Regions from separate parts of the Gossypium hirsutum genome. Here regions 1, 2 and 3 are each linked to region 4. Evidence: chromatin contacts called from public Hi-C data. All regions are on one chromosome and are shown on one strand. The core of a region is the stretch at or near the end of the contact, and the rest is flanking DNA. Distances in the headings are between cores, read along the strand shown.

Region 1 (2,844 bases), core at 332-2,831, 460 kb after region 4:
AATTGTCATTTATAATGACTAATGTGGCACCAAACTGATTTTTTCGTTAAACTATTTCCAAGGTCAACAAATTATTATTAAGTTTACAGTTTGGTCATTCAATTTCAAAAAGTTACAAATTGGTTACAGAACTATTCAAAAGTTATCATTTAAGTAATTGAGCTATTAAGTTGAGAACATATGTCAAATGTAGGACCGAAAAGTTTATAATTTGATCATTCAACTATTAATAAGTTTATAATTTGGTCACTCAATTTTAAAAAGTTACAAGTTGCTCACTGAACTAACTTTACAAGTTTATACTTTGGTCTCTCAATCTTTGCACCACTACTCACTAACTTGATAATCCAAACAATACCAACAACAACTCAAGCCCCAAGTCCTACAAAGTCATTATCGACACCATGCCTCACCTCTAATCCAACCAACTCAGCAACTCTTCATTCTTAACCTACTCATCATTTACCCTTCAGCCAAAACCATAACCTAAGAAAAATCCACAATCAAGCTATTCACACACCCTTACCTCAAACCAACAACCAAATATCACTACAATCACAATCGAAGCAAACAAGAATACAAATAAAACAAAAAGAAAGTCTCTTATTTTAATGAGCCCCAAATAGGGCATACGAAAACAAATGGATATAATAAAATTAGTGAAAAAAGAATAAAAATATAAAATATGAAGACTCAAACATACCAAATTCAATCAGGAGTTAGTCAAAAAGTTCTAAGAGAAGGAAGCTAAAAAAAAAGTCAAAGAGAAAGTCTTACTAGAAAAAATGAACATATTAGAGTTAGGCGACCATTTGGTGATGGTGGATGGAGATCGGAGAGCTTCTCCATTAGGGCTTCGGGTTTAAGTCAACAAAGTTTCAAGCCATTTCAAGAAAAATTAGACCATAAAGTTGAAAGAGGAAAGAAAAAGCTCTAGTTCGATGTGTTTCTTCGTCAGAGGAGGAGATCGAATGGTGGTGAGATCACTGGAATACAATTGTGAGGGAAGTTTGTGAAACACTAAAAATTTTGAAATTGAGTAGCCAAAATGTGAACTTACTAATAGTTGAATGACCTTAAGTATAGTTTACCTTATAATGAACAATGAGTTAATGGCTACAATTGATGTTCGTTAGCAACTTAAGCTCCTATTTACCTGCGGTTAGTGTCAAAACAATAGTGGTAGTGAGATTAGATATTGTAACAATATTGTAGCGTGAGACAAAAAGAAAATTAAATGCACCGCAATGGAGGTAAACACCTATGCAAAAGGGCCCTTAATGGCTTTGTGATCAACTTGTAACTTTTTAAATAATTCAATTTTCAATTTGTAACTTTTTAAAATCGAGTGATCAAAATGTAAACTTATTAAAAATTGAGTCACCGTGTATCCTCTTGTATGTATATACATATAAGATGTGAGATTTGTACGAGTTGTGCTCGTTCAAATATGCAAACAAACAATGAAGTCATAACAACAAGCAAGACAAGAACTAAAATTTGGACCAAAACAAAGTACAAAAAGCCCAATTAAACATTAACTGACCCAAATATCGCATAACTGTGAGACCTATGAGAACTCAAAGAAACTATAGACTGAGACGACAACTACTTTAGATCACTGAAAGTCCCAGTGTTTTTCAAGGGTTTTGAGAGTTCTCAAATCATACATTTACATCCTCCTCCACTCCCTCCATATGATCCTTTAAAAGCGAAAAACCAAATCCAAACCAAACCAAACCCAGAATTTGCAGCAAATCAATTATGGCGACCATGCCCGCATCCGCATCAGATCTGTTGAAGTCCTTCAAACTCAAAACCAAGCAACAAGAACTCTTGATCCGAGTCTCCATCCTCTGTCTCGTCTACATCTTGGCATTCATCACTCGTCTCTTCTCTGTCCTCCGTTATGAATCCATGATCCATGAATTTGACCCCTACTTCAATTATCGCACCACTCTTTACCTCACCGAGAACGGCTTCTACGATTTCTGGAATTGGTTCGACTATGAAAGCTGGTACCCTTTAGGCCGAATAGTCGGCGGCACCCTTTACCCAGGTCTCATGGTGACCGCCGTTCTCATTTATCGCATCCTCCGTTTCCTTCGTTTCGCCGTCCATATCCGCGAAGTCTGCGTTTTAACAGCTCCGTTTTTCGCTTCCAATACGACCCTCGTCGCTTATTTCTTCGGGAAAGAAATCTGGGATTCCGGTGCCGGTCTTGTCGCCGCCATTTTGATCGCCATTTGTCCTGGTTACATATCCAGGTCCGTGGCTGGTTCTTATGATAATGAAGGGGTCGCCATTTTCGCTTTGCTTTTCACGTTTTATGTCTTCGTGAAGGCCGTTAATACGGGATCGTTGGCTTGGAGCTTGGCTTCGGCGTTTGGTTATTTTTACATGGTTTCAGCTTGGGGAGGATATGTTTTTATTATTAACTTGATCCCACTTTATGTGCTGGTGCTCTTGATTACTGGGAGGTATTCAATGAGATTATATGTTGCATATAATTGTATGTATATTTTGGGAATGTTGCTTGCAATGCAGATCCGCTTTGTCGGGTTTCAACATGTGCAATCCGGTGAACATATGGCCGTCATGGGCGTCTTCTTCTTGATGCAGGTTCTGTTATTTCTAGCTGTTTCTTGCAGTCGATTTAATGAATTTTGGTAGTAGTGTAGTAGTCTAAACAATTAGTGCTTGATAAATGTGTATATTTGTGCTTACATTGAACACTGGCATGGAAAATTAACTAAAACAAGATTAAAACACAAAAAAGATACATGAATGTTTCTATATATGAACATGACAAGGATACACAATTTTCCATGCCTGAGTAAAAGC
Region 2 (2,947 bases), core at 355-2,854, 390 kb after region 4:
AACTTACTAACCTTAGCTCCCGCTTCCTCTATCAAACCACTGCTATTGAGCATTGTCATGTCAATGGACAACTTTAAAGGACGCTTATTTTATTTCCCTATTTTTCTTGTTTTTCTTATCCTTACCCACAATCACCGCTTCTTACTATTGTCATTTGATGTCTTCTCTGACGCTAAATTGCCGATTCAAAACCACCAAAGTGAAGCCCAAAGCCTCCTCTTTAGATCTATAGGTTTAGATTTAAAAAAGAAAGCTCAAAAGTTGTGAGGTCACTCTCAAAATTTTAGAATTTTCATGCTTGGCAGGAGCAACAATGACATCATTAAGGGAGGCAACTGTTAGGATTTTTAGGTTAGAAAAGGGAAAAGATGAAGAAAAGGAGAGGATATAGCAAAAATAAGGAAAAAGATAAAAGAATAAGGAAAGTATGGAATGTATCTCGCATCTTGGGCGAAATAGAGTCGACACCATGATAAGGAAGAGCCGACGTCCCGATGATGTGACATGTGAAGTCTCAACGAGCCGATAAATGACGTCACGACATAACAACATATTTCCTACTAAATTGGGTTTCTTCTCCTTGTTAAACTCTGCTATTTTTTCTAGGTTGAACTTTAATAACTCTAGGAATATTTTAATCATATTAGCCCACGAATTTCAACCTATAAATAGAGCTTTTAGCAACTCTGGAGAGATTGATTCAACAACTCAGCAAATGAAAGTAAGAAGAATTTTGTTTTTTAGTTAGTGAGCTTTGTATTTTTTAGGATTTAAGGGCTTGTTTTGTTTTTCCTCCATCTTTTATTCTTCTTCGGTTATTTGCCATTTTAGTGAAGTTTTCTTTACCTGTGGTTTTTTTATTCTCTCTAGACGAGTTTTTCTACATAAATATTTACATCCAATTTTCTCCATTCATTCTTGTTTGTTGCTTAATTCGGGTTTCAGCCCAATAGAAAGAAAGAAAAAAAAAAGATGGACTTAATGTTTGAGTAATCAGTTTGATTGATTTCTTTAGCAGTGACCAAATTAACAAAAAAAAAAGTTTTTTGGATGATCGAAATAGGAATGACCTAATTTTAAAGTGGCTATAAGGATAATTTACTCCATTTTTAATTGATAATAAAAAATTTCAATTCAAATTTAAATTTAAAATATAAAAAATGAAATTTATTTTTTGATTAAACAAATAAATGTAAGCTTAAAATCAATAAAAAAGCACTTTCCCTTTAAAAAAACATATTTAATTAAAATTTAAAATATAATTAAATTGAAAATAAACATAAAAAAAATCAAATTTATTTTTATTAGGTAATCAAGTAATTGTATTATTGGAACTCCAGTAAATTGACTTTATCGCCTATCCCCGACGGTAGAATTTGTAAGGCACAGGCTTGACTTAAGTCTGTCCAAACAGCAGGTCTTGAACAATATAATTAATACAGATTGTGAAAGATCCCTTCATGTCATATCTACAACTTGCAATTTTTTCCACTTGATGTCGAAGCTTCATGGTGATTGAAACAGCACCAATCTTCTGTTATAAATAACCAAAGCCTTTTATTACAATTAACCACACAAGCTCCTTAATTTCAACTATCAATACCATGGCTTCTTTCTTAGTACCATTCAAACTCATCTTCTTCCTCATCTTTGTATTTTTCCATGCTTTCTCTTCGTCATCCTCCATAACTTCCATGGAAGCTGAAACTCTTTTAAAATGGAAAGCTAGCCTCGACAACACCACACAAACTTTTCTCTCTTCTTTGTGGGTCGGAAGTAGCCATTGCAATTGGGTTGGAATCACTTGCAACAATGCCGGAAGCGTCACCAATCTAAGCCTTGCAGAGTATGATTTGAGATTGAGAGGTACACTTCACCATCTCAATTTCCTTTCCTTGCCTAACTTGATTAGGCTTCACCTTCGAAACAACTCATTGTATGGGCCCATTCCTTCGCACATTGGAAACCTTTCCAAACTCATCTTCCTTGACTTGTCATACAATAACTTCTCAGGACATATCCCATCTGAAATTTGCTTGTTGAGAAGTCTTCAATTGATCTCCTTAATAGCAAATAAGATTAGTGGTCCCATTCCACAAGAAATAGGAAATCTGAGTACAATTTCTAATATCTATTTCTATGGTAACTATCTAAGTGGTCCAATCCCTGCCTCTATAGGAAGATTGCATAATTTATACAGGCTTGACCTTAACAGCAACCGACTCAATGGTTTTATACCTAAACAAGTTGGAACGTTGAGGTCACTTTATATGTTGGACTTGTCAGGAAACAGCTTAACTGGTCCTATACCGGCATCTATAGGAAACTTAAGTAACTTGGTGTATCTTTTCTTGTATGGAAATCATCTTTCTGGTTCTATTCCCAATGAAATTGGAGGGCTTAAATCACTTTTCATGATCCAGTTCTCGAAAAATAATCTCGGTGGCGTCATCCCTAATTCCATAGGAAACTTGACCAAGTTATTTAGTGTCATGCTTGATACAAATGCCATTTCTGGTTCAATACCTCGCGAGATAGGAATGCTTAAATCTCTCAACTTTTTGCTTTTGGCTGATAACTCAATCTCTAGTCCAATCCCTACTTCCATAGGAAACTTGACCAACTTAACTACTCTTAGCCTTTCTCAGAATATGTTTTTTGGATTGATACCTAAAGAGGTAGGGATGCTTAAATCTCTCAGTCAATTGGATCTGTCTAATAACACATTCTCTGGACAAATCCCTACTTCCATAGGAAACTTGAGCAGCTTATCAGAAGTTTTCCTTGGTGAAAATAGTTTGTCAGGCCCCATTCCTCCAATATACAATAATCTTACTAATCTCCAATTATCAAACAACCATCTCACTGGTACATTACCAGAAAATTTATGCCTCGGTGGAGTACTCACTCGACTTGCAGTGATCAACAACAATTTGTCAGGTCCTAT
Region 3 (3,069 bases), core at 199-2,698, 280 kb after region 4:
ACATTGACACCCGAGTCTGGGAGACGAAGTCTCACAATGGAGGGAGAAAGAAATATACCGTTGACCAGTAAAGGTACTAGGATGTGGAAACCTTCAGTGAAATTCTGCTAAAGTTGTATATTGTTTTACCTTTTATGTTGCAGGCAAACAGTGGTCCAAATACCAATGGTTGTCAGGTAACCTACTCAATTTCTATTTCTTGCTTGCATACACACACATCTGCTATCTGGTGCATTTAAAAAGAAATGCCGATTTCCATTAATGCACACAGTATGAGTAATGATCAAGTGTCTCATATTAAAGGCGAGATAATAGAATTTTCTATTTGTACCATATCTATGCTTAGAGACATGTATCCGTCTGCAAGTTTCCAGTCAGGTGAATTGGGATTTGATGGAAGTATTGTTGTCACAAACTCTTCGAGCACTGTCAGTATGGTTGTCTACTGTTATGAACTATCGCGTATATTGATTTTGGTCTTTATTGACTGCAGTTTTTTATCACGTGCGCGAAATGTGAGTGGCTTGATAATAAGCATGTTGTATTCGGGGTATGTTCTCTAACCTTTTAGTGCAGAGTACATCCGGATTTTGGATTTCCCCAATTTTTGAAAGTCGAATAATATTCATAGAAATGACGAAGAATTATTTCGTCCGTGATTGCGCAGAGGGTACTTGGAGATTGTCTTCTCGTTGTTCGGAAGATCGAGAATGTGGCTACAGGACCAAACAACCGGCCGAAATTACCATGCATTATAGCTGAGTGTGGGGAAATGTAAAACTAGTAATTCATTTAACACATTTGCTGAGGAAGACTACCCATAAATGAAATTGCTGTAAAACTTTTAGTTTTTTTTAACAATCTCATTATAGGTTCCGATTATATCTGCTCTTTTTGAGGCAATGACTAGTCCTTCCCCAATCCATAAATAAGAGTATAATGCACTTTAGCACATCCGAACTCACATTCTTCTGTATTGACAAGTTAAGACTTAATAAAAATTTTAGAACTTATTTACTCTAAGATCCATCTATTTGACTTTTATACAGAATTTAATGAGATTTGAATATATGATTTCTTTGATTTATATCAACTATATTTAATCAAATTTATATGAATTTAATATTTAAACATTAAAATTGATATCAAATCTTTGATTATGAATATTGCACAATTGATTTTATCTCAAAATATTTTGTACTTGATATTTAGTTTTTATACTAAAAAAATTTTAAATTTATTTTTTTTCACTTTTTTCAATTTAAAAATCTTAGTACAATTTTTGGCATTATTAATATTTATTCCAAAAAAAAAAGGCATTTAACGAATTGAATTATATATTGAGCTAATGCAATCTTTTATACTGATATTTTAGTTTTTACAAAATATATTTTAAACTAAATTAGATGTATTTATAAATGATTATTTATGTAATAAAAAGAATGAGTTTAAGTTGGGTTTAAACCGGGTTTAGAGTTGAGACTGAAAATCTTAACTAAAGCCCGGCTCAAAAACTCAGTCCATCTATTATCTATGGCTGATCTACTGCAGTAAAACGACAGCGTTTGGGCTTCTGGAGTCTTCACATTGATAACAGGTGTACTAAGTTCATTTCCTCCCACATTATCCCTCTCACCTCCTGACTCAAGAGTCACTGAACGAGTCGAGTCGAGTTTGAACTCAGATTACCCAAAATGGCATTCACATTGAGGAGTGTGAAAGTACCGCCCAACTCAGCGAGTTTGGAAGAAGCAAAGAGCCGGGTCTTCGATTTCTTCAGACAAGCTTGTCGGTCAATCCCCACTATTATGGATATCTATAACCTAGACGACGTCGTCACCAAATCCGAGCTCCGTTCTTCCATCTCCTCCCAGATCCGTAAGAACTCTCATGTTACTAACCCTAAGGTCCGTTCCCCAATCTCTCCGTTTTAGATCCTTTTTATTTAATTTATTTTTTGATTTGTTAAACTTTTGGGAAATTGCATCTTTCCTAGGGTTAGGAAAATATTGTATTGCTTGCACTTAATTTCTGGAAATAAATAAAATTTATAGCTAATTTGAATTAAGAGAAATTAAAAAAATGAAAAATAAGATTATTCAAGGAATGGTGATTATCCTATTGAAATCTGAGTTTAATCTAAGCTTAGTTGATGTAGGATTGTGATGGAAAAGGTTGGATATTTTTATTTTTTTATTGTTTTGGGGAAGTAGTTTCGATTTCGATGTCTTTATATTTAACGGGAATGCTAAATTATGCTGTTGAATCAGATTTATTTCATGAGTTGCCTTCATTGTGCTCTCCTCTGATCAAGAGGGGGACTGGAAATGAGATTTAAGAAGAGCTTTATTGATGGTATATTTTCGAAGATTAATTTGGAGAATGCTGATGAGTTTTTCTGAAATGAAATGTTTGGATTAAACTGGGATTTCAATAGCTTCGTGAACAATTGTTCTAGTATTGTCTTTTTTACTTTCTAGTGCTTTGTGTGCCAGTTACTCTGGCTTGTTCCGTATGTTGCTACGAAGTCGTAAATGGAACAGTTTAAACTTGTTTTGAATGTCCATTGATGTAATCTTTCGATAAGCTGTTTTGAGTTTGAAGTCCTTTGAATGGCATGGAGAAAGCTAAGGTTTAACCCTCTTGTTTTTTCATCTTGAATAATTCTTGTACTCTAGCCAGATGATACAGTGGCTGTTGATGGTGAATGAGGATTATTTTGCATATCAAAATGAACCATTTGTATTAATCATATATAATTTGTGCTGCAAATAAAATTGTTTTTCACATTGAGAATGAGGTTTAAAGCTTATTTTGGGGTGGTTTCTATGGAAATTGATCAATCAAACCTGCTTCTAGTGTATAACTGGTATTGCAGGTTTTCTCTAGAGAAACTGATGACATATTTGATGCTAGAAGAGTTCTACTTTTTATTATGTTTGTTTTTTTCCCTCCATATATTTTAAGGATCCTTGGAAGGTCATATTCTATACCCTTGTTTGGATATGCGTTAGAACATGGTATCGGACATGGATACTTCAAGAAAACTGAATTGATGGATTCCATGCA
Region 4 (2,700 bases), core at 171-2,670:
TAATGCAGCTTTATAAACACTTCCATATCCTCCTGAACCAATGCAATAGTCAGAGCTAAAATCTTCAGTGGCTTCAATGATGTGGTCATGGAGTATTCTTCCATCAAAACCCAAAACAGTAAAAATATCTCCTTGTTGTTCCTCCTTTGGCTGTGATTCATTGGTTTGAGTCTTTTTGCAGAAAGTAAAGAAACTTCCAACCAATAAAAATAGCAAAAATAAACTGCCAAAGAGTGGAAGGATAACTGAAATGATGACTTTTGTCCTTTTTCCATGACCATGGTTGGCCAGAAAAGAAGGAGCACAAGTCATTAGTCCTGTGGCATTACCACATAGGCCTTTATTGTTTCTCAAGGCATCAAACGATGCCTCATGAAAAGCCTTAAGATTTGGAATAGGACCTTCAAATTGATTGAAAGATATGTTCACAATTCTCAAACCATGCAAATTATTAAAAGCTTCCGGGATGGAACCGTCGAGCATATTGTGAGAAAGGTTCAATACTTCCAAGGACTGTAATTTTCCAAACTGTTGTGGGATACCTCCAATAAGTGAATTCTGACTCAAATCTAGGCTTTGAAGAGCATTAATGTAGCTTATTGAAGATGGAATGCTCTCTTCGAGGTTGTTCTTGCTCAAATTCAAGTTGAATAACTTGACGCAATTTCCAAGATCATCAGGAATAGGCCCACTAAAATTGTTTGATGCCAAGTCAAGTTGTTCGAGTTTTGAAAGAAGTCCTATCTCTGATGGAATTTTGCCAGAAAATTGGTTACCGCTTAGAAAAAGGCGGCTCATCATTGTCAACTTTCCCAGTTCCTTCGGAATCTCACTATTTAGATGATTGGAAGAGAGATCAAGTTCTTGTAATTGGGTTGCATGTCCCAACTCGAATGGAATCTTTCCAGAAATGTTATTATTGGAGATCTGTAGGCTTGTTAGATTATGGCATTGTCCCCAATTTGGAGAAAGTTCTCCGAAAATGTTGTTGTTGCTTAATGAAATAAAATCCAAATTTGGATATATACCAAAGGATTCTGATATATTCCCCGTTAAGTGGTTCCCTTCAAGCCTAAATCTGTATAAGCTAGTACAGTTTCTCAAACTTGATGGAATCAAACCGGTCAAATTATTGTTGATAGCTGCAAGATGATTTAGCAATCCCCCCAGGCACACATTCTCAGGTAATGAACCACTAAGATGATTGTATGATAAGTCTAATATTCTTGAACGATTAAGATTGTTCATAGTTTGAGGAATAAGGCCTGATAAACTATTTTCAAAAACCGTAAGTATCGACAACTTGTTTAAGTTTCCCATGGAAGTTGGGATAGAACCAGAAAGCCCATTAGAATAAAGCCCAAGATTGTCCAAGTTAGTCAAGTTTGCTATGGAATCAGGGATGACACCAGTGAGATTATTCTCCGACAACTGCAAGTCGAAAAGAGATTTGAGCATTCCTATCTCACTGGGGATAGAACCAGAAAGCCCATTAGAATCAAGCTCAAGATTGTCCAAGTTAGTCAAGTTTCCTATGGAAACAGGGATGACACCAGTGAGATTGTTTTTCAACAACTGCAATACGGAAAGCGATTTGAGCATTCCTATCTCACTGGGGATAGAACCAGAGAGATAATTACCATACAGATAGAGATATATCATGTTACTTAAGTTTCCTATACATGTTGGGATAGGACCAGTTAGGTAATTGTCTGAAATATCAAGGTGCCAAAGCGATCTAATCATTCCGATCTCTTTAGGTATGGAACCATTGAGCCTATTGCCAACGAGGTAAATTTGGGATAAATTCTGCAAGTCTCCAATTGAAATAGGTATTGTACCAGTGAGAAGGTTTTGGTGAAGAAAAAGCACAGAAAGTGAAGTCAACCTTCCTATATCAGAAGGAATACTTCCAAAGATATTATTTTGTGCCAAGTCCAGATGGTGAAGCTTGGTGAGGTTCAAAATTTCTCGTGGAATGGAACCAGTGATTGAATTGTTCTGTAAGGAGATCGTATAAAGACTTTTCAATAAGCCAATTTCTAAAGGGATATTTCCAGAGAAATTATTGTACGACAAGTCAAGGAAGTTGAGGTTGGAAAGGTTTCCGATGTGTGAAGGAATGGACCCATACAATGACTTGTTTCGAAGTTGAAGCCAAATCAAGTTGGGGAAGTGAAGGAAGTTGAGATTGTGAAGTGTACCTCTCAATTTCAATTCATATCCTCTCAGGGTCATATTGGTGATGCTTCCAGCACTGTTGCAAGTGATTCCAGTCCAATTGCAATGGTTGCTTCCACCCCACAAAGAAGATAGCAAAGTTTGGCTGTTGCTGTGGAGGCTAGCTTTCCATTCTAGAAGAGCTTCAGCTTCCCTGGAGGGTATGGTTTTAGAAGAGAAAGCATGGGAAGATGCAAAGAAGAGGAAGAAGATGATGAGTTCGAATGGTATTGAGGAAGAAGCCATGGATTTTTGGTTGATAATTGTGATCAAAGACATTGCCTATTTATAGAACAATGTCGGAGCTGTTTCAGTGTATATTAATTTCTGCATTTTGATTACGCGATGTCTCTACGTTAAACAAATTGTTATCTGAATTTATTTTTAAGGATTTCTTTTATAATTATTTTGAAGTGTTTTTTTAACAAGACATCAACTTATTATTACACTAAAGACGGTGAGTAAAGTACAAACATTCAT

Evidence for each region. A called contact is a pair of places that touch in the nucleus more often than the background predicts.
Region 1: a Hi-C map of leaf shows a contact between it and region 4, with 3 times the contacts expected there. The contact joins the promoter of LOC121207615 here to the enhancer-like site in region 4. A contact is called at or near these places in 3 of 34 Hi-C or Micro-C datasets (all in leaf).
Region 2: a contact with region 4 is called in a Hi-C map of leaf, with 1.8 times the contacts expected there. The contact joins the promoter of LOC107895432 here to the enhancer-like site in region 4. A contact is called at or near these places in 3 of 34 Hi-C or Micro-C datasets (all in leaf).
Region 3: a contact with region 4 is called in a Hi-C map of leaf, with 2.7 times the contacts expected there. The contact joins the promoter of LOC107896380 here to the enhancer-like site in region 4. A contact is called at or near these places in 11 of 34 Hi-C or Micro-C datasets (callus, hypocotyl, leaf and 1 more).

Annotation. Positions count from the first base shown.
Region 1 is chrA10:106,903,560-106,906,403 of Gossypium_hirsutum_v2.1, forward strand. It overlaps LOC121207615 (dolichyl-diphosphooligosaccharide--protein glycosyltransferase subunit STT3B), which reads left to right and starts at 1,582. Exons shown (of 7, transcript XM_041077968.1): 1 at 1,582-2,622. The coding sequence starts at 1,765.
Region 2 is chrA10:106,829,610-106,832,556 of Gossypium_hirsutum_v2.1, forward strand. LOC107895432 (probable leucine-rich repeat receptor-like protein kinase At1g35710) reads left to right here and starts at 1,605. Exons shown (of 1, transcript XM_016820715.1): 1 at 1,605-2,947. The coding sequence starts at 1,605.
Region 3 is chrA10:106,719,196-106,722,264 of Gossypium_hirsutum_v2.1, forward strand. LOC107896380 (NADH dehydrogenase [ubiquinone] 1 alpha subcomplex subunit 6) reads left to right here and starts at 1,449. Exons shown (of 2, transcript XM_041077964.1): 1 at 1,449-1,907. The coding sequence starts at 1,695. LOC121207611 (peptidyl-prolyl cis-trans isomerase CYP22) reads left to right here. Exons shown (of 8, transcript XM_041077963.1): 6 at 144-176; 7 at 494-550; 8 at 668-882. The coding sequence ends at 778.
Region 4 is chrA10:106,443,296-106,445,995 of Gossypium_hirsutum_v2.1, forward strand. It overlaps the pseudogene LOC107896366. Among protein-coding and RNA genes, the nearest start is that of LOC121207608, 9.8 kb to the right of the region's middle. Within about 2 kb of position 1,421, at least 7 of the 9 cell types and tissues checked have an H3K27ac peak or open chromatin away from gene starts, as enhancers often do. A contact at or near this core is called in leaf, where this site is marked.